Regions from separate parts of the Mus musculus genome. Here all the other regions are linked to region 5. A link is a contact called in public Hi-C, HiCAR-type and promoter capture Hi-C data. All regions are on one chromosome and are shown on one strand. The core of a region is the stretch at or near the end of the contact, and the rest is flanking DNA. Distances in the headings are between cores, read along the strand shown. Region 1 holds the start of Virma (vir like m6A methyltransferase associated). Region 2 holds the start of Dpy19l4 (dpy-19-like 4 (C. elegans)). Region 3 holds the start of Esrp1 (epithelial splicing regulatory protein 1). Region 4 holds the start of Rad54b (RAD54 homolog B (S. cerevisiae)). Region 5 holds the start of Asph (aspartate-beta-hydroxylase). Region 6 holds the start of Ints8 (integrator complex subunit 8). Region 7 holds the start of A630034I12Rik (a long non-coding RNA gene).

What was found. Promoter capture Hi-C pulls out the DNA fragments that hold promoters and counts their contacts. A called contact is a pair of places that touch in the nucleus more often than the background predicts. HiCAR-type assays count read pairs that join an accessible place to other places. Capture Hi-C pulls out chosen DNA fragments and counts their contacts.
Region 1: a contact with region 5 is called in a HiCAR-type map of astrocytes, with 2.3 times the contacts expected there. The contact joins the promoter of Virma here to the promoter of Asph in region 5. A contact is called at or near these places in 3 of 39 promoter capture datasets (cranial neural crest, hippocampal neurons and liver) and 1 of 115 datasets of contacts at active chromatin or transcription factors (astrocytes).
Region 2: a contact with region 5 is called in a promoter capture Hi-C map of pre-B cells, with 3 times the contacts expected there. The contact joins the promoter of Dpy19l4 here to the promoter of Asph in region 5. A contact is called at or near these places in 3 of 39 promoter capture datasets (cranial neural crest, liver and pre-B cells).
Region 3: a contact with region 5 is called in a promoter capture Hi-C map of cranial neural crest. The contact joins the promoter of Esrp1 here to the promoter of Asph in region 5.
Region 4: a promoter capture Hi-C map of adipose tissue shows a contact between it and region 5, with 6 times the contacts expected there. The contact joins the promoter of Rad54b here to the promoter of Asph in region 5. A contact is called at or near these places in 1 of 39 promoter capture datasets (pre-B cells), 1 of 484 Hi-C or Micro-C datasets (CD8 T cells) and 1 of 9 other capture datasets (adipose tissue).
Region 6: a Hi-C map of muscle stem cells shows a contact between it and region 5, with 5 times the contacts expected there. The contact joins the promoter of Ints8 here to the promoter of Asph in region 5. A contact is called at or near these places in 6 of 39 promoter capture datasets (the 3T3-L1 cell line, cranial neural crest, liver and 2 more), 1 of 484 Hi-C or Micro-C datasets (muscle stem cells) and 1 of 115 datasets of contacts at active chromatin or transcription factors (embryonic stem cells).
Region 7: a promoter capture Hi-C map of liver shows a contact between it and region 5, with 5 times the contacts expected there. The contact joins the promoter of A630034I12Rik here to the promoter of Asph in region 5. A contact is called at or near these places in 6 of 39 promoter capture datasets (cranial neural crest, frontonasal cranial neural crest, hippocampal neurons and 2 more) and 3 of 115 datasets of contacts at active chromatin or transcription factors (astrocytes, large pre-B cells and pancreatic cancer cells).

The regions. Positions count from the first base shown.
Region 1 is chr4:11,484,540-11,487,744 of GRCm38.p6, forward strand. Virma (vir like m6A methyltransferase associated) reads left to right here and starts at 1,419. Exons shown (of 24, transcript NM_001347055.1): 1 at 1,419-1,566. The coding sequence starts at 1,504.
Region 2 is chr4:11,320,635-11,323,942 of GRCm38.p6, forward strand. Dpy19l4 (dpy-19-like 4 (C. elegans)) reads right to left here and starts at 1,503. Exons shown (of 19, transcript NM_001081201.2): 1 at 1,366-1,503. The coding sequence starts at 1,381.
Region 3 is chr4:11,384,936-11,388,114 of GRCm38.p6, forward strand. Esrp1 (epithelial splicing regulatory protein 1) reads right to left here and starts at 1,848. Exons shown (of 16, transcript NM_194055.3): 1 at 1,370-1,848; 2 at 712-840. The coding sequence starts at 1,501. Gm35631 (a long non-coding RNA gene) reads left to right here and starts at 2,197. Exons shown (of 2, transcript XR_390400.3): 1 at 2,197-2,249; 2 at 2,930-3,179. RefSeq lists an enhancer at 2,088-2,117.
Region 4 is chr4:11,557,486-11,560,336 of GRCm38.p6, forward strand. Rad54b (RAD54 homolog B (S. cerevisiae)) reads left to right here and starts at 1,435. Exons shown (of 15, transcript NM_001039556.3): 1 at 1,435-1,528. It overlaps LOC115489931 (predicted GPI-anchored protein 58), which reads right to left and starts at 2,334. Exons shown (of 3, transcript XM_030253962.1): 1 at 2,319-2,334; 2 at 1,358-1,807. The coding sequence starts at 2,334. It overlaps Gm35693 (a long non-coding RNA gene), which reads right to left and starts at 1,341. Exons shown (of 3, transcript XR_390401.4): 1 at 1,190-1,341; 2 at 429-546; 3 at 1-168.
Region 5 is chr4:9,667,809-9,671,068 of GRCm38.p6, forward strand. Asph (aspartate-beta-hydroxylase) reads right to left here and starts at 1,354. Exons shown (of 24, transcript NM_023066.3): 1 at 973-1,354. The coding sequence starts at 1,102.
Region 6 is chr4:11,252,961-11,256,065 of GRCm38.p6, forward strand. Ints8 (integrator complex subunit 8) reads right to left here and starts at 1,299. Exons shown (of 27, transcript NM_001159595.1): 1 at 1,021-1,299. The coding sequence starts at 1,150.
Region 7 is chr4:11,189,403-11,192,601 of GRCm38.p6, forward strand. It overlaps A630034I12Rik (a long non-coding RNA gene), which reads right to left and starts at 1,828. Exons shown (of 3, transcript XR_001784240.1): 1 at 1,743-1,828. It overlaps Ccne2 (cyclin E2), which reads left to right and starts at 2,307. Exons shown (of 12, transcript NM_001282943.1): 1 at 2,307-2,413.

The DNA of each region.
Region 1 (3,205 bases), core at 169-2,668, 1.8 Mb after region 5:
AGCCTGCCAGTCTATTGTAAAATCCTGGCCTCAGCCTTCAGTGTGAAACCTCAATTTTATTTTTTTTTTATTTTTTTTATTTTTTTAAAGATTTATTTATTGATTATATGTAAGTACACCGTAGCTGTCTTCAGACACTCCAGAAGAGGGCGTCAGATCTCGTTATGGATGGTTGTGAGCCACCATGTGGTTGCTGGTATTTGAACTCTGGACCTTTGGAAGAACAGTCGGGTGCTCTTACCCACTGAGCCATCTCACCAGCCCCCGAAACCTCAATTTTAAAAAGAAGAAAATGTCCTAAGGGAAGGTCATGAGATCAAATACAAGACCTTGAACAAATCTAACAAATGAATAGACAGTGTCTAGTTGAAAGCAATTCTGGCAAACATACAGGAGAATGGAGACATTTTAAGCCTCCTCAGCAGAGCACGACAAAGAGACAGTTATATAAACCCTGAGAGGGAGATAGCCTAGGCACTGAGCTGATCCACCCCACTCTCTCCCTGATGGCCTGTTCCTACTTTTGCTGATCTGCTTTTGTTTTGCTACAACTTTGTGTCTTGATGGGTGGTTCCTGAGAGGACCAGAATAGAGAAAAATTCCTTCTTAACACTCCCTAGGACTATGTATAGTTTCAAGTGTCCAGCACTTGACAGAGAAACTATTCATAAAATTAAAACAAACACACTTTTTATTTTGAGGCAGGGTCTCACGGAGTAGTAGTCTAGGCTGGTCTGAAGCTCAAACTCTTCCTTTGTCCTTTAAATGCTGGAATTGGCAGACTGCTTGTCAGCCAGAAATAGACTTTGTGCTCTCTCTTATATTCGTGACGTTTCATTTATATACCTTTTTGAACCTTATAAGAATTAATCCTCATAATCAGCTCGTGGGATTATTCATCATATTTAACATTTTCATAAACGAGAAAATTTTCCTTTCGTTTGCTGAGACAAGTTGTCTCCCTCCCTCTTTCTCCCTTTCCCTCATTTTTTGAGACACGGTCTCATGTAGCTCAAGCTGGGATTCAACTCCTGGCTGGCCTTGTGTGTGCTCTTTTCTTCTCTTTGAAAACAGTGTCTTTTCAGATTCCCTCATTGCATGGTTTTGTTTGGAGAGCATGCCTCGTGGGAGGCATACGGTGCCGTGTGTCTAGATTTGGCACACTTTCCTATCTTCTAGAACTCATCGCCTCTCGCAGGCGTCGTGGCTCCGCTACTCCGGAGAACCACGGGATTTGGACCACTGCAAACACCGTAGTCCCCGCCCCTCTTTTTTTTTTTTTTTCCCTGCCCCTTTGGGCTCGCAGAAGGCGCCCTCCGCCGCGCTGGAGGAGGCGGGGCTTACGGCTTAAGTCAGCAAGCTGCGATGGGATTGGTGGAGGCTTGAGACGACAGCGTCCTGTTTACCGGAAGTACTGCAGTTTTCCCCCTAGCTGGAGCCTCGGCCTGGGAGGTTGGAGAGCTGCCCCGGAAGTCATCTCCCGGTCCCCCGCCCGCGGCAGACATGGCGGTGGACTCGTCTATGGAGCTGCTATTTTTAGATACTTTTAAACATCCGAGCGCTGAGGTAAGGCCTCGCGACCCGATTTCGACACGGCCCCTCAGTTCCGGTACCCCTGCTGCGGAGTCGGGGGCCGTCCGGGCGGTGTCCTCCCTCAGTCGCGCGCGCGCGGGGGTCCTCTGGTCCACACCCCCTCCCCCAGCCCGGTGCGAGCCCGGTGGCCCTGGGCGGCGGCCCTGCCTTTCTCGGCTTTGATTTGGGGCCCGCGGCTTCAGTCGAGTCAGTCGCGCTGCTGACAGTTTGTCCTGTCAGCGTTGAGTCCTGCGGAGGGTCCTTGGTCTCAGGTGTACTTCGGGTGGGATGCAGGCGTGAGCTTGGGCATCTGGTTTTTGACAGTAGTGTCGGGTTCTGGATGCCCTCAGGGTACGGACTATCCAGGATCCTAAGTCCTCTTCTATCTCTCTTCTAACGGCGGTCTCATTGCTCAATTTGTCATAGCACTTCAATAGTTTGGGAAGGAATTCACCTATTAGGACATGACAGATCTACGAGAATCTCCTTTGCGTGGAGGACACTTGCGAATCATGCAGTATTGAAGGACTAAAGACTGTCATTAGAAAGCAAGTCTGTTGTTTTCAGGGGACGAAGGTGGGGTGTTGCGTAGTTTTGTGTACAGAATTACTTTAGCGTCCCTGAAAGGCCTTGGAATTCTTAAGTTGAATGTACTGAATGTAGCGAATTAACGAAGATTCGCAAAAATGAACTATAACGAAGTCCACAGAGAAATTCGGCTGCGAGGAAGAGAGAGTAAATGAACAAGCCTCATATTTGTTTGTTTCACCGGAAACCTAATCATTTCGAGAGTCATTCTTTGGGGATTGTCTTGTTTCTATGAAGACTGTATTCTTTTTTTTTTTTTTTTTTAAGATTTATTTATTTTATGTATGTGGGTACGCTGTCGCTGTCTTAAGACACACCAGAAGAGGGCATCAGATTCCTTGTGAGCCATCATGAGGTTGCTGGGACTTGAACTCAGGACCCCTGGAAGAGCAGTCAGTGCTCTTAACCGCTGAGCCATCTCTCCAACCCTACTGTACTCTTAATATGACAACATGAAAGTAGGGTAGAGTGTCTCCTATTCTTTCTCGGTTGTATGTCCTGGGTTTAGACCGTACCTAGGAAAACATAAGCATCTGAATGAGAAGAGATTTAAAATGTTCTCTTATGAAGTAATGAAATGAGTACGGCTGCATTTTCTTGAATAAATGAATGAGTGACTGCTGGGCTATGTAATTCCAGCCAGACTTGAGAAAACGCAAAATGGCTGCCAAACGCAAAATTGTTACCAGAACAAACATCTTTATGGAAGTAGAGAACAATAAAATTTAAAGAAAGAACCAGGCATGGCATTAATGTTTTTTATCCCAGTACTTGGGAAGCCCAGGTAGGCAGATCTTTGTGAGTTTGAGGCCAGTGAACTCTCATAGCAAGTTCCAGGACAGTCAGGGTTACATAGTAAGAGTCTGTCTTAAAACAATTTTTTTTGGAAGAAGCATACATACCTAGTACTAGTCTACCAAGCAATTTGTCATTCTTTCAGGCTTTTCTATCCTTCGTTCTTAGACAAAAATTAAGGATCCTAGGAAAACAGAGCAGGTTAAAAAAATACTCTCCGGGAGTGGTTGAAGGTTTAGAAAAAAAAAAT
Region 2 (3,308 bases), core at 253-2,752, 1.7 Mb after region 5:
TTACCTGTAATTCTATAACCAAAAATCATTTAACAGTTTATAGTCAACTACTTTTACAAAATGATATAGCCTTTTAAAAAGGTCCACATCATAGTTATTAAGTATAATAATTCCATCTTAAATGCAATTTCTGCATATTTACAATATCAAGTTTTAGTGGCACTGTGCGATTTTTCTCCTGTGTTAAGTATTAATGTGCTCACAAAGACAAACTGGTTTATCAACCTACCCACACAGATTTGTAACTAATCACAAAAATAAAGTTTAAAAAAAATCTTTGTCAAATGATAACACATTGCAAACACAGATATAGCTATAGCTAAAGAAAAAAGAGGAATTACATTCTTCCTTACCAGCAACCTGTTTTGAGGCTGGTTTTAGGTAGTATCTTAAATGTGCATGAAATTTAACACGAAGAGCTGCAGGAAGAGGAGGAATGGCTGAATCATGACCTCAGGGACAGGACATCTAGTCCCAGTCAGCATGTACTTCTAATAGTCTTTTGAAAAATGGCTTTCCATTGAATTCTTCAAACTCCCTTCTTGTCTCCTTGGTTCAACGGCTTAAATCTAAACCAGATAACTAACGGTCGCATTCACAACTCCACTCAGTAAGATAAAAACTGCTTTCCAGCAGAATGAAACATGTAACTGTTCATCCGAGCGAATGAAGTCCAAGAGCTCAATCGTGCATACACATCCCATGAAGTTACTATGCCACCAATACTTTTTTACACTATGTATCGTACACTGCTAAGTTTTTTGCCGCTTCCTATCTTTTGCTCACTGTCCAAATCCTCTATGGATAAATATTGCTGGCTAAACAATAAATTCCCTTGGCACTGACCCTGAGGAGCGTGCAGAGCTCTCTCCAGTCCATTAGTTTTAACCCTAAAACTGACCTCCTCCTCCCCTAAAACCACTTACATGCCCCTGCCCTTTGGCATTTGTTATCCATTAGAGCACAAGTGAACTCCGTCAGGTTCTGCGCGTCCATCCCAGATCCCAGCCTCAGTTTCCCGCGAGGGGTGCGATCCCTCCCATTCTGCACCCAAAGCTTCCAGCCTGGACCAGAACCCACCCAAGCTCGTCCTGCTTTCCACTGCGGAGCAACTCCGGACCCGCAGCCCCGCCACCCAACAACAGCTTCCTTTCCGAGACTCCTGACTTTAAGTTCCACTTCTGCGTCCTATTTCGGGAGACGAAACTTTGGGCCATTTTCTCGGCTCGCGCCCGGTTCCACTGCAAACTCGGGGGCGCGCGCCCCCGCCCGCCCTGCTCCCCGCGGCCCGCAGCCAGCAGTCAGGCCCGGCCCCTCTCCCGAGCCCGCCGCGGCAGTTGGCGCGCTACACGCCGGAGCCTTCACCTTCTTCCTTTGCCATCGTCTCCGCGGAGACCCGAGTGGCCCTACGGCTCCCGAGCAGCCCGGAGTCTCCCAAACCTCCGAGTATCCAAACCCCGCGGCCGCCCCGGCCAGCTCCCGGCTGCCGCGCCCCCACTTCCTGACCCGCCCCCCTCTGGTGTCTCCGCCAACTGGGTCCCTCCAAGGCGCTCCGGGAACCAGAGTGCAGGGAGCGGGGCCCGGCCGGAGCGTTTCGCTAGAGCGCCTCAGCCATGCCCACGATGGCCACGGGATGGCAATGCTCCTGGGAGGAGCGAGTCCCCGCCGCCGCCCTCGCTCCTTGCTGAGCCTCACAGGAAAGCAGGAGCCAGAGCAAGCTTTTCGTGACGCTGGGATCCGTCTCAGAAAGTCATAGACTGTAGGCCAGATCCAGTCCCTATGTCCGGCCGATTTTTCAAACAGAAAACGGAGTTTCAACTGCAGAGCAACGAGTCCTGGACTTGTTACGATGATTTCAAAGCCAGGCAAGACGTTCTAGGCAGGTCCTTTGGATTAGTAGATGTTTGTTTGTTTGCTTGTTTGTTTTTGAGACTGGATCTCTCTATATGGCCAAGGCTGCTCTCAACTTGCCTCAGGTTCCCTACTGCTGCAATGGCAAGAGTGATACACAGTTTGGTTTAGTAGACACTTGGCGGCTACAAAAAAGTTTGTACCAGGTTATTCCCTATTGTAATCCCAGACCGTGACAAGTAGAGGAAGGAGGTTCATTATCAAGGCCAACCTCAGCTACATAAGCAAATTAAGTTATTATCATATAAAAAAGGAAACACAAGAGAGAGCAACGTGTCAATCACGAAAACTGCCTTGAACAAAATGTTTGCTCATGTCAATATTCTGGAAGAAAGCACAATAGTACTTTATAGTCTGCTATGAGGAATGTATAGAGATTATTTCATAACAATAGAATGCAGTTTAATTTTGTTGTGCAGTGCATGACTCATACTGAGAACACTGTGGCACGCCTTCAGTTGGCCCAAAAGCATGAGTGAACAGCCACTTCAAAAAAAGGATAGCTGTCTGTCTGTCTTTCTTTCTCTTTCTTTCTTTCTTTCTTTCTTTCTTTCTTTTTCTTTCTTCCTTCCTTCTTTCCTTCCTTCCTTCTTTCCTTCCTTCCTTCTTTCCTTCCTTTCTTATGTAGGCCTCCTATAGTAATTCACAGAAACTCCTAATTTTTTTTCCTATAATGCCTGGTTTCTGGATCTGTTCTGATTCTGTGGGATCCTGATCTAGTGATATTGGGGGTCCAATCCTACATTCAGGAGGGACGGGGGGGGGGGGGTTAGAGCACTTGTTTCTGGTTAATTGGGAGTTCAGCCAGAGCCACCAGTTCTTTTTCTGCCTTGCCTTGGACTCAGAGTATACCCTGGTGATACTGGAGGCTGAGAAAATTAGAGGCCCAGCGCTTGAGCTCCCATTGGCAGGGTTTCAACACTTAGGTTGCACAACACAGCCAAGGAACCACAAGGATGTTCCACAACACTAGGTTCATGTCTAGGGTTTGGAGAGGCCCAGCACAGGATGTCTAGCTGAGACAGGATATCTAGTTGAGACAGGATGTCTAGCTGAGACTAGAAGCTGTGACAGAACCCAGAAAGGCCCAGCCTAACTGAAATGGGAAAACTAGACATTTAGGAGACCTCTGGTGGGTTTGGAAGAATCAGCCTCTTTGGCTTAAAAGCCGTCTCACAGTAATGACAAATTAGGTTCATTCCTCTTTATGATTAAACTTGTTTTTCAAGGATCAGGCTATGCTCCACATAAAACCTGTGACCTTAACTACAAATGGTTTTGTACTGCCTGTTCCAGGAATGATAATTATGTCTTTGTTTCAATTTTTTTTTTAACCATCTTGCAACCCTACTTCCGTTTCATAAGGGTTGTCATGGCTACCTTGTTATAACTACCAG
Region 3 (3,179 bases), core at 598-3,097, 1.7 Mb after region 5:
GGAGGCTGGGAGAACGCAGAGCACATTTGCCGCACAGGTGTTGAGACCCGCCCTATTCCGGAGTCTAGCAACCGTCAGCACCCAGAGCAGTTTTTAGGTCACCTCAATTTCAACCGGGGATCCCGCCAGCTCCACGATGACCCAACAAACAGCCCCACAGGTTTGTACATGCAACCACTCCATGGGATCCCAATCAAGGCAGTAAAGAAGTAATGAGGAAGCTAAGCTTTTGGAAATTGGCTAAAATCAGGCGGGCACTCAGGTGCAAACCAAATTACAGCCATAGCTAGCATTAGCGCGGTATGACTGAGGGTCTACCCCTCTACAGCACTGCGCCTCCAACCCCAGGCGAGCTACAGACCCAGATACCAGGAGAGACTGGGTGAGCTCGGAGCTGGCACTGCAACTTCGCTGGCGGCCCGTGAGGTAAACCTCGCGCGGCGGATTCTCCTGCCCAAAGAACTACTCAGGAGGCAACAGGAGCTCGAGCCCATCTCAATCTCGAGACCCTGGGGGCCGGGAAGTCAAGCACCGCAGCCCTCCCCCGCCCCCCGGCCGGACTCCCACACACAAGGCTGGGAACCTCGCCACCCCACCCCAGAAACAAGCAGAGGCCGCCCCACGAGGGCGTGGAGCCGCAGGGTTGGGTCGGGTCGAGTATGGGGGCCACCTGGATGGGGGTGGGCGGCGTGGCCTGGCCAAAACTGTCACCTGTCGGAGGGCTTGGTCCAGCTGCGGCGCGGAAGACAGGTTTTCGGCGTCTATTTTAGTTTCTTCTTTACAATCCTCTGTCAGTTCCAACTGATCCGGTCTAACTAGTACTTCGTGCAGCTGTCCCACCTCGGGGAATAAGGGGTAGAAAACAAGGGGTCGGTTTCCCCCCTTTTCAATTTGGAAATCCTTCCTCCTCCCTGGCTTTTCCTGGACGGCTCGAGCTCTACAGGCACCTAACAGCAGAATCAAAGCTCCCTAGAAACCCAGGGATCTGGTCGCCCCACCCCCACCCTACCCGGATCAAGTCGCCCAGGCCAAGGAGGGGACCCTAGCGCCCCGGGGACCACCAGCCTGGCATAGGCGTTCTGCGACTCTCAGAGAACGCGGCTCGGCAGCGAGAGGCCTTTTTCTACCTGAGCCAAGTTTCAGAAGATTTAAACGGCTCCAAGGTGGTTGGCCAACAGGTTTGATTCTGCTATGGATTCTCTAGGCCTCGGGGCCCCGCTTCATAAGCGTGCAACCACTTAAAGAAAAGTGAAGAAAAGAAAAAAAAAAAAAAAAGGAAAGGGAAAAGAAACCGACTACCCTTTCTCCAACTTTCTTCAATAAAGTTGTTGCCCCGACTCCTCGTTTGGACCAGAACATAGTAAAGTACCTTCTTGTTGGCCAAATCCACGACTTTCCATAACAGCAGGATCAGCTCCTTCTCATCCGAACCCAGCTTGGCTCCGGTGGCCCCAGCAGTGATCCCAAAAAGCACCACCAAGTAATCCGGAGACGCCGTCATGACGATAGGTGGGGAGGGGGAGGAGGGGGGCCGGGAGGCGGCGAGGTGGGGTTGGAAGTGAGAACGAGAAAACCTGTGCTAAAACCCTCTTCCAAGAGAAAAAGAAAGCGCCCACCCCCCTCCTCGAGGCCGCCAGGGCAAAAGGCGGTAACCTGCCACCCAAGCCCACACCTGGCCGGCGCTCCACACCCTGGGCAGGAAGGGGGGTGGAAGGAGGGAAGAGCAGGCCTGCCCTTTTTGTATCCAATTGCTGGTGCGTCTAAGAAAAAACCCAGGAGCCGGGCTGCACCCCCGGGAGGCGCGCGCAATGGCTGAAAGCTTTTCTGTTTTGGGATGTGGCTCTACCTGCCCGCCCCTTTTCCCCCCTCCCCCACGTGGTGCAGGTAAGAGACACCTGGCGGCGCCCGGCCATTGGCTCCTTCAAACCACGACGTGGCAGCGGTGGGAGGGGAGCTGGGGGAGGGAGAAGAGAGGGCGGGAGACAAAGGCTGGATGAATGGGGAAGCAAGGGCTGGGGGAAGGGGAGGGAAAGAGAGAGGCGGGGAAGAGCTACTTGTCACCAGGAGGGTAGCCAAGGCCAGACCAAGGGGCGGGGGGCACGACGACGAGAAGGGTCCCTGCTCGAGGACGCAGCGTTGAGGGATTTGGAGGGTTGGCTTGGCCGAGGGTGTGTGGGGGGGGGGGGGGGAGGAGAAGCTGAGGGGTCGCGCGAATGACCAAGGTGCCTAAAGGTAAAAGAAGGCCAGAGGTGAGGCCCAGGGCGCGGCGCGTGGGAGGGACGGGTCTACGGCTGCCCGGGAAGCTGGTGCGGGTAATTGCGGAACCCGGCAAACGCCGCTCCTGAGCCCAGCACACCTTTCTGTGCAAACAGCCGGAGGAGGGTGTCCTGCTGGCCCTGCCCCTCACGGCGCGGGAGGCTGGCATTCGCTCTCTCCACCTCGGGGCGAGCCTCCGCCCCCACCCCCGAGCCGCAGAACCCGACGCTTGGCTGGCTAGGCAGGTCCTGGGATGCAATCACAGCCCTCGAAGCAGCTGGGGAACCTCGGGAGGAAGGACCTGTAGCCCCTTCTCTATTGCTATAATTGTTACATCTTCGTCGTGCTGGCTGCTAATTCGAGACCGGAACACCCTCTAGGACGCAGACACAGTTAACTGTGACTTGCCTTGGCTAAGAAGTACATCTGCCCCGCAGCCCTCATAGAGATTTTTCAGTCAGGCCAAACGCACTTTTCGTTAAATATCCTGCCTTTTGTTCTTGGAGCGTGTGACTTGGCCAACTTATGCCCATAGACTCCTGCGCCTCCACCACCAACCACCCCAGCCCTGCCACAAGCCACCAAGAGCTATATAAGGTTATGTTGACACTTTAGAAAAGTGCCATCGGTGGAGTTCCCTCGAGTTTTCTGTTTTAAACCGGTCTATTCTTAGGAGCCGAATTCCGTCTGAAATATTACTCGTTTGGCGCCCGGTGTGTGGCCTTGCATATCCTTGCAGTGAAAAGAAGCGGCCACACCCTTGCAACCGCAGGAACCTATTGGTACTCTCCTGGGGGACCCTTGTCAGGACAACCTAGAGACTACGCTTTCCCAGCGGGAGCTGACTCCCGGGAGTGGGGAGAGGAGTCGGAGGCCCGCGGCGCGCGTTTCCCGGTAGGATGAGGTGCGGCCGGAGACGGGGG
Region 4 (2,851 bases), core at 185-2,684, 1.9 Mb after region 5:
CTGTAGCTTTTCAGATGAAGTGAAATGCTAACTATGAAGAAGAAACTTTAGTTCACACTCAGAAAGCTAGAAGAATTTTAGCACGAGGTTGCATAGCAGGGTGACTGCAGAGAGAGTTGTACAGTATATCTCAAAAAGCCAGAAGGAAGGGTTTCCAAAGTTTTCACCCTAAAAAAAAAATAAGAATTTAAAGCGGTAGGTGTGTTTACCTTGATTACAATACATACACAAGTAAAAGCGTCTCATGGTGCCCATTAATGCGTAGAATTTTTGTGTCTATGTCATTTTAACAAGACTATTTACTTATTTATGTGTCTGCCTGTTTGCTTTTTGAGACAGTCTTGCTATGTAGCCCAGGCTGCTCTCTTATGGTGATCCTTCTGCCTTAACCTCCTGAGTGTTGGGATTATAAGTGTGTGCCAGCATACCTGACTTCACCCCGTGGAAAGAGAGGCACCATAGTAGCAGCAAACAACAGCTTTCCACCTGCAGCGGCCGGAGGGGTCTCACCAGAGACCTCTGCTCAGATGAGGCTGTGCTTCTTAACTTTGCCAAAGAAAATAATTTCAGAAGTCAGTGGGAAGCCAAATTTGAGTTAAGAGATGTTAATGTAGATTTAAGCAAGGCTTTAATAGAAACTGCATCGCTAATTGTGTGAGTGAGTGTGTGTGAGTGTGTGCATCTTAAGAGAAAAAAATCACTAAATATCTTACAACGGTCATATACAACACTGGTGGCTTCTGAAGTTAGACTGGTCAAAGGTTTCTAAAAAACCTTGTTTTCGGAGGAAGGGTCTACTTAAGTTTTATGTCTATGGGTGTTTTGCAGGCACTTAAGTTGGTGTACTTCATGTGTGCAGTGTCCAGAGACACCAGAACAGGATGCATTTTAATTGTCAAACGTGTATAAAATCTAGTGAATGACCTTTAACCACTCTCTCTTTTCAAAGGATCTATCTCCAGAATTCTTAGAGCAGAAGGATCAGCAAGACTTTGTCTATCAAGACCTTGTCTACAATACTTTAAGATAGTGTCTTTTTTTTTTTAAGTTTAAAGGAGCTCTTCTCCTTTTCACGAGAGTCCAATAATCACGCATCTGTTTTTATACTCCTAGACCTTAAAAGGGCTTGTAAAACAGGGGCTGCAACTACTGTAGCTCAGTGTCACTTGAGTAACAGGATTTCGTGTACCTCAGTGGTGCACACACTTCTATGATCCGAATCCTAATTTATTGATTTAAGTTGTGAGGCTTATCGCCTCAGCTAGGACCTGAAGACTGAAACCAAATCGGTTCGTTTTAGATCTAGCAGTCAACCGGAACCAAACCTAGACCCACGTAAAAGGAAGTGCAAAGGTACCTGCAACGGTTGTCCAATCAGAGTCGGGGGCGGGACCAGCACTGCACGCCGTGGTGCGCATGCTCGGCGCCCGGCCCGTGGTTGGCTGTAGGAAGGCGGGAAGCTCGAGCTGGTCGGCGGCAGGCGTTGGTACCTGCTGCGGGGCGCTCGCGATTTCGGTCAGCCTGCGGGGTAGGTCTCTGCAGCGGAGGCCCGGGGAGGCGCGTGCGGGGCCTGGTGCAGGATGGCGCGGGTCCCGGGGAGCTGGGCGAGGCGGCGGGAGCGCCCTCGCTGGCTGGGCAGGGGGCAGGGGGGCGGGTCCTGCGGGCCGAGCGATCTCGGAGGCCACGGCCCCCGAGGCCGCCTGGGGCCAGAGAACATCAGGTGTCAGCCAAGAGCTTGTGGAACCATCTAGCACCTCCCCTAGGCGAATTACCCACCCACTAGTTCTCTCTCGCCCTCTCTCCGCTCCTGGTTTCAACAAACAAACAAAAACACACCATTTACATTAATTATGGAGGATTTTGTAGGTAGGTAGATTGGAGTCCCAAAGTCTAAGGGGAATTTACAGTATGAAATGGAAATCTTATTACCCAACGTGGCTGGAAGCCAAAAAGCAGAAATAGCAAGGCCTGTTGCTAGCTGTTGGAGTTTTATTTATTTTCTTGCATCCTAGAAGTTGCCACACCCTCTTCCCCATGTAGTCCAGAGGAAGGCAGAGATTCTGGCTATGATTCTATAATCCCTCTTGTCTTTCCTCTCCTGGGACCTTTGTTGTTTCTGATTTCATAGGATTTTGTGGATTAAACAGGCAACAGTAATTATAAGTAATAATATTACAGAAAGTATTTGAGTACTGTGTGTCAAGCTTTGTTCTGAATTCTTAAATTAATCTCACCGTTGCATAGTCGTATGCTTGAGTGTGATTAAGAGTGAATAAGACACAAGAGGAGACACGGATTTAAGCTAACTGCAGAATCACCTGCTGGGAAGGTCATTGGTGCACAGTTATTAAGGCAAACATGATGTGCTCCAGATATCAGCCTGGGCTGGCCGTTTTCCTTGGGAGACCTAATCTCAGCCGTAGCGTGTTACAAGCCTCAGAAATCGCAGCATTTCAATAGAGCTGCCAAGTGGCTTTACATCTAGGGCCTGTAAAAAAGGTCTCAGCAAAACTAGTTTACAAACCAGCTAGAGCCGGTCGGAGATGGAAGATCTCAAGTTCAGAGCCAGTCTAGGATCTATAGAGAGCCCTTGTCCTAGAAAACAAAACAAACTAGTAAAGATGCTAATATGTTTTGGGAAATAAACTAATTTCTGTAGTTCACCTTTTTAAAAAAAAGATTTATTTTATGTACACTGTAGCTGTCTTCAGACACACCAGAAGAGGGCATCAGATCCCATGACAGATGGTTGTGAGCCACCATGTGGTTGCTGGGAATTGAACTCAGGACCTCTGGAAGAGTAGTCAGTGCTCTTACCCGCTGAGCCATCTCTCCAGCCCCTGTAGTTTAC
Region 5 (3,260 bases), core at 104-2,603:
AAGAGAGTGAAACAAAGACAATACATGAAGACAGAATATACATGAAGACAGCAAGTGCTATGAAGAAAAACCATAGTTGGCTCATCTATCGTCCTGACATATACTAATAAAACCATAATCATCCAATCTATATATGACATATAATAATGAGCTGCCCATAGACCAAAGCATAGAATCTAAATCATTTCCAGTGATATTGAGAGCTCACATTCAATACACATGTGTGTTCCAGTTCCAATATTCTAAATATGAGTCAAAGGAAATATAAGAGAAACCGAGAACCGGTGAAATCTGACACGAAACAGATTTAAAACATCTGTTCTCCACTCTGCTGGCTAAGCACATGGAGAAGAAAGGTGAATAACCAGTAGGGTTTTTTGTTTGTGGGTTTTGGGTTTTTTGTTTGGTTGGGTTTTTTTTTTGGGGGGGGGGGGGTTATGATTTTATTTTATTTTATTGAGAAAAGAAAAAGGAGGCACAGAGAAAATCCCTATAGTACTTTATGATGTCCCTTTGTATTTTAAAAGGCAAACGCAATACATATTAAGAAAACTAAACAAAACTCCTTAAAATAATTTGCAAGAACGAAGCATCAAGTCTCATCCCGGCCCTTGAATACACTCCTCCAAGCCGCTCCTCAACGCTGCTGGCCAGGCTGAAACTTACTTTCTCTGACTTTGGCTCAGGGTCAAGCGCCCCGAAAACTGCAAAAAGATAAAGGGCCCTCTACACCCAGCTTCCATCAGGAAAGGCAAGAAAGGGCCGGCCAATGCTCGGGCAGGCTGGTGCTAGGGGTCCCCCTCCGGCCGACTCTGCTCCTCCGCCTCCCCGCCCGGTGAGCGCGGCCTCGCCCCGCGCACACAGGAGCCTCGCTAAGGATGGAGAGGAGCGGCGGACGTAGGATCAGACCAGACCTGCAGCGCCCACCCGGCTCCCGCCCGCAGCCAGGGCCTGGCCTGCGGGGACTCTGACCTCTCCGAGCCCCGGGGCTACTGCTGCTACCGCTGCTACCCGTGCTCGGGCTACCGCTGCCCGAGCCGCTGCCGCTGCCGCTGCTGCTGCTGTTGCCGCCGCCGCCCTTGGCGTTCTTGCGCGGGGCCATCGCGAGCTGCTCCGGGGACTGCAGAGAACCGGGGCCTTGCTGAGTGCACTAGGGACACCGGGGCTTCGAGACTCCTGTAGCAGCGCCTTAGCGTCCACTGCGCTCGCTGCGCCTCGGACGACTTGCACCAGCGTGCAGCCGCGCGGTTAGCCTCGCGTGCGCCCAGCCTGCGACTCCTTAGGCTGCCAAGAGCGCTCAGCTCCCCCCGGCCTCGGCCCCGCCCACGCCAGCCTCTGCCCACCCACCAGATCTGAAAGACGCCAACACGAGCCAATCCCGAGGACCGCTGGCAGGGGGCGGGGCAGGCTACGCGCGCCTGCCCTCCTCAGGCCAAAGCTTGTCTTTTGCTGCGCAGTGACTGCAAAGCCCCAGCGGCTTGTGGCTTTCTAGTCTGCCTGGATCCTCTGGAACGTGGCAAACGTGGAAGCCGGCAGGACTCTCGCGAGCGTTGGTGTTCTGGCTCCAACGGGATGGGGCGGGTATGAGGGCGGTGCCCGAGAGCTGCGCACCACCTCTTGGCTTCTTGGGAATTTGGTTCCGGTGCCTAAGTACGACCAAGGGTGCAAGCCCTCTCTTTGAAAAGGATTTGCCACAGTTCCGCCAGTACACTGTGATTGTTGAGCCTTCCAGTGTCAAAAATAAGGATTTGTGCCATCAGTAGTTTTGGAGAACCTTTAGTTAAGACATTAAAATGTTAACATGACTCAAAAACCCTATTTTCTTAACCATGCACAACACTCTCATCACACTAATACCTAGAATTTCTTCATGTCCCCAGCCATTGATCTCCTATGCTTATGCAGTGTACTGCGTCGGGATTGAGAACTGAATATTCAAAAGAAAAATGGCAACAGCTGGATGAACCAGCCAAGGTCCAGCAGAGACCATGATCATTTGTTACCAATTGCCCACATGGTGTCTGTGGGTAACAAAAAAACATGAAGTATGTGGTGATTTAATACATTGCTGTCAATGTCGAGATCTTCCAGGAGTTCTTGGAAGCAGCCCCTTGTAGAAGACCCAGAGTGAGCCACTGCTGTGGGACGACCCCTTCTGAGACTGCAGTTTCCTCAACCACCACTGACCATCATTAGGGTCCACTGGCCTCTGCCTTGTCAGCTGTGAATACTGGGTACCGCCCGGGGAAAAAAGTGGAACCCAAGAGCCTCACAGAACAGGGAAAAAGAGGGCATCGTTTTCACACAGCCATGAAGGTGGGTGCTGCCGTCCATTCTTACTGCATTTCTTTATCTCTGAGCCTCCTCGGCACCCAGGAGTCCTCTCTTTTGAACACAACTTCTTGCCCACAAAGGACATTCTTTCAGCAGGAAACAATGATGGGAATGGGGGGAGGCAGAGAGGCAAATCTGATCCATATCACTTAATGGAAGGTGCTGATATCTAAACTACAATAGATAAATAACTCTCCATCCCCAAGATAAAAAATTTTAATTACTCACAAAACACTATTATAGAGTTGATGCTTTAAAGGTTCAATCTTAACTAGCTTCCACAAATGTTTTAATCCCTTGTGCTGGCTGATTTTGTGTGTCAACGTGGCACAAGCTGGAGTCATCACAGAGAAAGGAGCTTCAGTTGGGGAAGTTCCTCCATGAGATCCAGCTGTAAGGCATTTTCTCAGTTAGTGATCAAGAGGGAAGGGCCCAGCCCATTGTGGGTGGTGGCATCTCTGGGCTGGTAGTCTTGGTTCTATAAGAGAGCAAGTTGAGCAAGCCAGGGGAAACAAGCCAGTAAGTAACATCCCTCCATGGCCTCTGCATCAGCTCCTGCTTTCTGACCTGCTTGAGTTCCAGTCCTGACTTCCTTTGGTGAGGAACCAGCAGTGTGAAAGTCTAAGCTGCATAAATCCTTCCTCCCCCCACCCCCAACTTGTTTCTTGGGCATGAGGTTTTGTGCAGAAATAGAAACCCTGACTAAGACAACCCTTATTCCCAGTTGGTGGTGCTGGTTTGGGGAGCTGAGGAATCCTCAGGAAGTATGACCTGGCTGCCCAAAGAGGCCACTAGGAGCAGACCTTTGAGGGTTATTTTATTAGTCCAGGCCCTGCTCTCCTGCTGCCATGGGTTCACATTGCCTCTGACAGTGGGGGCTAATGTTATGCCTTCCCTGGCCACGACAGATTAAAGTCTCTCTGGAA
Region 6 (3,105 bases), core at 49-2,548, 1.6 Mb after region 5:
AAAGAAATTAAATTCTTAAAGTTTTCGTTATAAAAACGCAAAAGGATTCGCGTATACTAAAGACTATGGTACTTGGGGGGCACGAAACATCTGGAGGTGTGGTCAGAGACAGCTGCAGATCGGCGTTTGCCAGCTTAATTAATAAGCAAGAGGGTCTGGGGACGATTCAAAACTGATTCATAACAAAGCATTTCACAGAGAAGAACTAAGCATTACAGGTTCCCAGTTCAAGATAAGACCAATGCCAATTGGAGGAAAGAAGTAGTGTTTTGACAGGGGTCTTTTATTGAACTGTCTCTAGCTTTGTTTCCCACCAGTAAAGTAGCGGCTAATGCCACTTTCTTCACTATAATGAAGGCTTCGCTAAGGACCGCAACCTATTTAAAGAGCTAAGCACGGAGGCTTGGCACCCTAGCCCCTAACAATGTGTCAATAGGAAAGCTCTAAAAGCACTGAGATACACTTGGTAAAACTGCCCCACCAATGATGCCAACTTTTCACAAAGTAGTCTCCTACAAGGCCAAATTCGGATGAGAACTGAGCAAACTAAAGGTAAAGACCTTACATTGTACCTTTACCAAAATGCCCGAAAGAGGAAAAGGGCCATGTTCCTTGCCCAACACGGGTATCCCTATACAACAGCCGAAGCAGCTGTTTTCGGGGGATTTATATTAATTCGGGGTTCAACAGTGAAATACACAATCCCCTGGCTGAATGAACCGAAGGCTACGGCCGGCTCTAGGCTCCGCAGAGCCGCTCTCCCCTCACGAAGTCACCCCCAGGGCCGTGCGACATCGGCGACCCGACCCCCGCACGGCGAGTGCGGGCGCCCTTCGCTGTGAGGACCGCGGCAGACCGAAAGCCTTTGTCTGAAACTTTCCGCAGACGCTCCGCGGCGACGTTCCCGGCTGAGGCACCGTCGAGCTGGGCCCAGCGGCGCCGGCCAGGCCTCAGGCAGCGGGGGACAGAAGGCAGCGGGCCGCAGACCACGCCCGCCCGCCCGCTCGCTCGCTCGCTCACCCGGACAGGCTTTGCGCAGATGCTTCTCCAACAGCGACTCCTCCAGCAGGAACTCGAACCAGCAAGTCTGCGGCGGGGTGCAGGGCCGGCTGGAGGTGGCCGCCTCCCGGTCCGCCGCCTCCGCGCTCATCCTGCCCCCGCCGCCGCTGCTCCCGCCGCCTCCGGGCTCCAACCTGACCCTCGCCCAGTCCCTTTATCCAGCGAAACCGCCCGGAACCTCTAGTCAGCTCGCACAGCCCAAGATGGCGTAGTAGTCGGCCAGAGTCCGGCCCCGGATCCGCAGCTAGCCACGCTCTCGACCAATCCCAGTTAGACTTCGGAGGAAAGGGGCGGGAACAGCAGACTGCTCCGCCCCTTAGCTGCCATGGAGTCTCCTGGCCCTTCAGAAGCTAGATTCTGGCGGGGCTCTCCAGATTCTCTGGACATTCCCAGAGAAAATGAAGCGAGTTCGATGTCTTCGTAAGAAAACCAAAGAGACCAAATCTAGTTGCTTTGTCTTGGGTGCTTTACCTTTTTGAGACTCCTTCCAGCCTAACTCCTCTCCCCGTTTCCCAAGGCTTATTACATAATTAAGATCCAACTTTCCTGGGGTTGGGGATTTAGCTCAGTGGTAAAGTGCTTGCCTAGCAAGCCCAAGGCCCTGGGTTCGGTCCTCAGCTCCGGAAAAAAGAAAAAAAAAAAAAAAAAACAAACTTTTCTGCGACTTCCCAAGACTAACTCTCGGAATAAGAAGCTAGTTAATTTTCCTCAGATCTCCAGTCTAGGCACAGTAAACCCTATTTTACGCGTTCCACCATTCTGAAAGGTCCTTAAGTATCATTATCAATAAAACTAAAAAGCATGGTGTAGTGGGGCATTCCTGTAAAACCCAGCACTTGGAGAGCAAAAGCCAAAGCCAGATTGGTCCTTCTAGAGAGTTCCTGTGATCAGCTGACTGGCCAGCTGATCCGGACAAAATACATCCAGAAGAAAGTTTGAAGAAAACTCCCAGACATCCTATACACACCTCATAGAAAATTTCAGATATGTGTTACTAAAGATGATTGTTTTCATAAAGGGACCCTGAGAAACAAAGAAAAAAATTCAGATTTAGTCAGTTTCTTTTAGATGCTTCTCCTGTTTTGTTTTGCTTTGTTTGAAACAGGGTTTCACTCTGTAGCCCAGAATGACCTGGAACTATGTAGCCCAGGCTAAACTTGAACTTGCATCCATTTTATTGAATCAACCACCCAAGTGCTGGATTATAGATTAAGCTCTTTGTGGGCTTTTTTGGGTGGTTATCTGTTGTTTTGTTTTCAGATTTCTTTTTTTTTTTTAAAGATTTATTTATTTATTATATGTAAGTACACCGTAGCTGTCTTCAGACACTTCAGAAGAGGGAGTCAGATCTTGTTACAGATGGTTGTAAGCCACCATGTGGTTGCTGGGATTTGAACTCTGGACCTTCAGAAGAGCAGTCGGGTGCTCTTACCCACTGAGCCATCTCACCAGCCCCTTTAGATTTCTTTTTAAAAGAATAAAATAAAACCATGTATAGAATATGTAAAACTATTCTATAAATATTCTGATGGATCTTATATCCTTTAGGACTAGCTGGGATAAACTGGGCAGTGGTGGCGCATGCCTTTAATCCCAGCACTTGGGAGGCAGAGGCAGGCAGATTTCTGAGTTTGAAGCCAGCCTGGTCTACAGAGTGAGGTCCAGGAAAGCCAGGACTATACAGAGAAACCCTATCTCGAAAACAAAACAAAACAGGAATAGCTGGGATAGCAAGCCTTTGATTGATCGAATCGAGGCTTTTATAAACCAGCAATAAATTTAAAGCTATTATAAAGTCATGTTAATGCTTTCAACTTCTTTGTATCACTTTGTAAAAAAGTATCTAGCTGAATGGAGAACTCAGCAATCTGAAGAAATGAAGTCAGTCAGTGTTCACTGATTGCCGTGTTAAGTTGGGGCTGAGTTTCTGAATTATTTTGTCTTTAAATGGCAACTCCCACCCTGGTCCTTTAAACTTTAAAGCATTCTACAGTGGCAGACAAGATTGGCAAAGAAAATGGCTGGACAGATACCTCCAAGTTAACG
Region 7 (3,199 bases), core at 578-3,077, 1.5 Mb after region 5:
GAAGAGCAAAAATAGCTTGTATTTATTAATCAACTCTATGATTGGTCAATATGGAGTCTCTGTACATTTTCAAATTTGATGTTTATCAGTATGTATTAGCTATATAGAAAGGTTTCATTTTAACATTTTATGCCTGCATAAAAGTTTGATCATATTTGCCTCCCACTATCTACTTTACAAATAGTCCCCTATTTCATGTCTCGCCTTCCAAGTGCTGAGGATCAAACCCATGATAGGCCAAGTGCTCTACCACTGAGCTGTAGGTTCTACATGTGAAAACATACCATACTTCCCATTCTGAATGTATAAAGGCTTGTAAGTACCTTGTTTTACTTTTTAATTTATTTTTGGTTTTTCAAGACAGGGTTTTGCTGCCTAGCCTTGGCTGTCCTGGAACTCACTCTATAGCAGAGGCTGGCCTCAAACTTAAGAGGTCCCTTGCTTCTGCCATCTGAGTTCTGATCTTAAAGGTGTGCACCACCACTGCCAGCTTGCTATCTTAGTTTTCGTTGATTCAATCATTCTAATTTTGCTTTTCCTATGGCTACTCTGTTCACGTAATACTTAGATATGCCCACAGTACATTTTTAATGACGTACGTACACTAACTTATGCGGTTGGACTTATGATACTTAAGACCAATCCCATGTAAACGACAGCCCTCGTTTTCAGTGTATCCTGGCCAAGTTCACCTACATAGGCCACCAGTTGGCACTTTTAGGACAGTGTCTCACATAATCTAGGCTGGTCTTGAAGTCACTATGGAGCGGGGCTGTAGGCCATCAGTTTTACTTCCACTCAGATAACACACCTCTGCTTTCTTGCCATAACGGGTTAGATCTCAAGCTGTACAAGACGACAGCTCCAGCAAAGGGAGGTAACTCCCCCCCCCCCCCCCAGTCTTGATAAGCAATTATGGGTTGGGTGAACGCTCCTTAGGCCTAGACAAGGCACTGGGTCTCCTCTGATCCTGTCTACGTGTAAAGCTGGGAAAGTAAGCTTTAGCCGGTGTGAAGGACCATGCGAAGACCCGGGAAGTGTGACGAGGGCCTTCCTGGGCTCTTAACCACAGCGTGGCACAAAAGGCCCACCGCGGCCGGAGGCCTCCAGGTGCATCTCGGGAAGGGCCGGGCCGCGCGGCCGCTGTCCTTGGCGCCCTCGCACCGGCTCACTCCGGACCAGGATGGCTAAGCGCGGGACCGCCGGCCTGCGGGAGCCCTTCCTGCGCTTCCGCGGCCTGGGGGTGGTCTTTGTTCCCCAAGCGGCGTCGCGCCACGGGACTGTGTGTGCCGTGTCACCCGCAAGCCCGGCCTGAGGGTGCGCAGGGCGCCGAGAGGTAGTCGGAGCCCGGGGCTTAGGAGCGGCGCGGGGCGGCCCGCCACGTCCCGGCAGCGCTCGCAGGCGGGAGGCGCTCCCGCGCAGGCAGTTCGCGCGGGCTCCGCAGGGCGCGCTGGCTGCCGGGCAGGGCCGGGGCGGGGCGCGGCGCGGCGCGGCGCGGCCCGGGCGCGCACGTGGTGCGGACCGTCCTGCTCTCCGGCCAGGTCCCCAGAGCCTCGGCGCTCGTGCGTGCGGACGGGGAGGGCGCCCGCTGGAGTCCCGAGAGGTGGTCAGCGCCCGGAACAGGCGTCTGAGGAGAAAGGCAGCGCGCGGCGCCAATATTTCCCGCGCGGGCTCTGGGAGGGAGCCGTAGGCAAGAGCGGAGTGGCCGCTCGGCGGCGCGCGGGGACAAGGCTCCCACGTACCTCGTCCGGCCGCGCTGAGGCACCTTCCTGTGCGCCGCCGCCCGCTCGTCGCCCGGCGGATGGCTCCGGCTCCGCACGTGGCGGGCGGCGCGCTCCGGCGTGTTTACATTCTGCGGCCGCTCCACGTTGTGCTGCCGTCCTCTCCTGCCATTGGCCGGCTCCTCCCGGAGGGGTGGGCCCTAGGCTCCCGCTCCCCGTGCCTCTGAGGAGACTTGGGGTTCCCCACCCCAGCCCTCCCAAGGCCTCTGCCAAAACGCGGAGCCGAACCGTAGCCTGACACTCCGAGATCTAAGAGCCACCGTGAGGGGGCCCGGCGCGAACTGGAAGGCGTGCGGGAGCCTGTGGTGGGCAACCAGCATGGGGGAGGAGCCTCTGAGCCGTGCAGCCGCGGCGCGCGCAGGTGAAGCGCCGAGAGGGGCGGAGGAGCACGGTCCAGGAGGGCAGCCGTACGGCCACTCGGCGCCCGCCCGCCCGCCAGCCCGTCCGCGCGCACTGAGGGCAGGGCGCGGCGCGCGCGGGCGAGCTGGGCGGGCGCGGGTGGGGGAGGGGAAGGCGCCGGCCGAGGTGTCAGTCTGCGGCGCATGCGTGCGGGGCGGTCCGGGCCCGGCCTATATATTGAGTTGGCGCCGGCGCCAGCTGAGCCGAGCTGTGGAGGGTCTGGCGGTGAGGAGGTATTGGGGACAGGGGCATGCGGGAGCTAAGGGAACCACGTCTGGCGGGAGCCATGGGAGAGGAAAAATGGGGGGCGGGGGTGGGACAAGAAGTAGGAGACTGGAATTCAGGGGTTCCCGAGGTTGGTCCCTGTCAGGATTCTTGTCAGGAGGCCAAGCAGAGGCAGGGGATGGAGTGTGTCCCCAAATGAGAGGCCACGGCAAAGCTTCTCTGGGAGCTTCTCTGTCCATCCTCACTTGGGGAAGGTCTCCCGCGCGAGAGGATTAAGGTGGGATCACTTCACGGAGAGATTCTTAAGCACGGTTTTCTCCTTTAATTCCCCCCCCCCTTTCCTTCTGCTCTTCTGGAATTGGGGTCCCGTCACCCCTGCAAGCGACACTGCCCGCCGGGTGGGGCTGGGAAGGAGGGAAAGGAGCCTGGAGGACGTGACACCAGAAGGTTCCCTCCACCCCCTGCTTCCCCGCCACAGCCGCTCTCCAAATTGGCGCGGAACCGGCTTCTCCACAGCCCGCTCTTGGAGGCTCGTCCAGGCGCCTGGCGGCCGAGGCCAGGACGTGCCTTTCCCACCCTGGTTGTCCTGGGGAGTGCATGAATGGCCCAGATGATCATCTAAGGGTGCTAGGGGACTTTGCAAATTCCTGAACGCACTCGCGTTCCCAGTGTACAGTTAAGGAAATGAAAGCATGAATGTAAAATTACTGAGATAGCGAGTGTATTTCAGAAAATAGTGCAGTGTTTTATTTTTAAAGGTTTAGGCCACCTTCTAGTAACGTTAGTTGGTAACT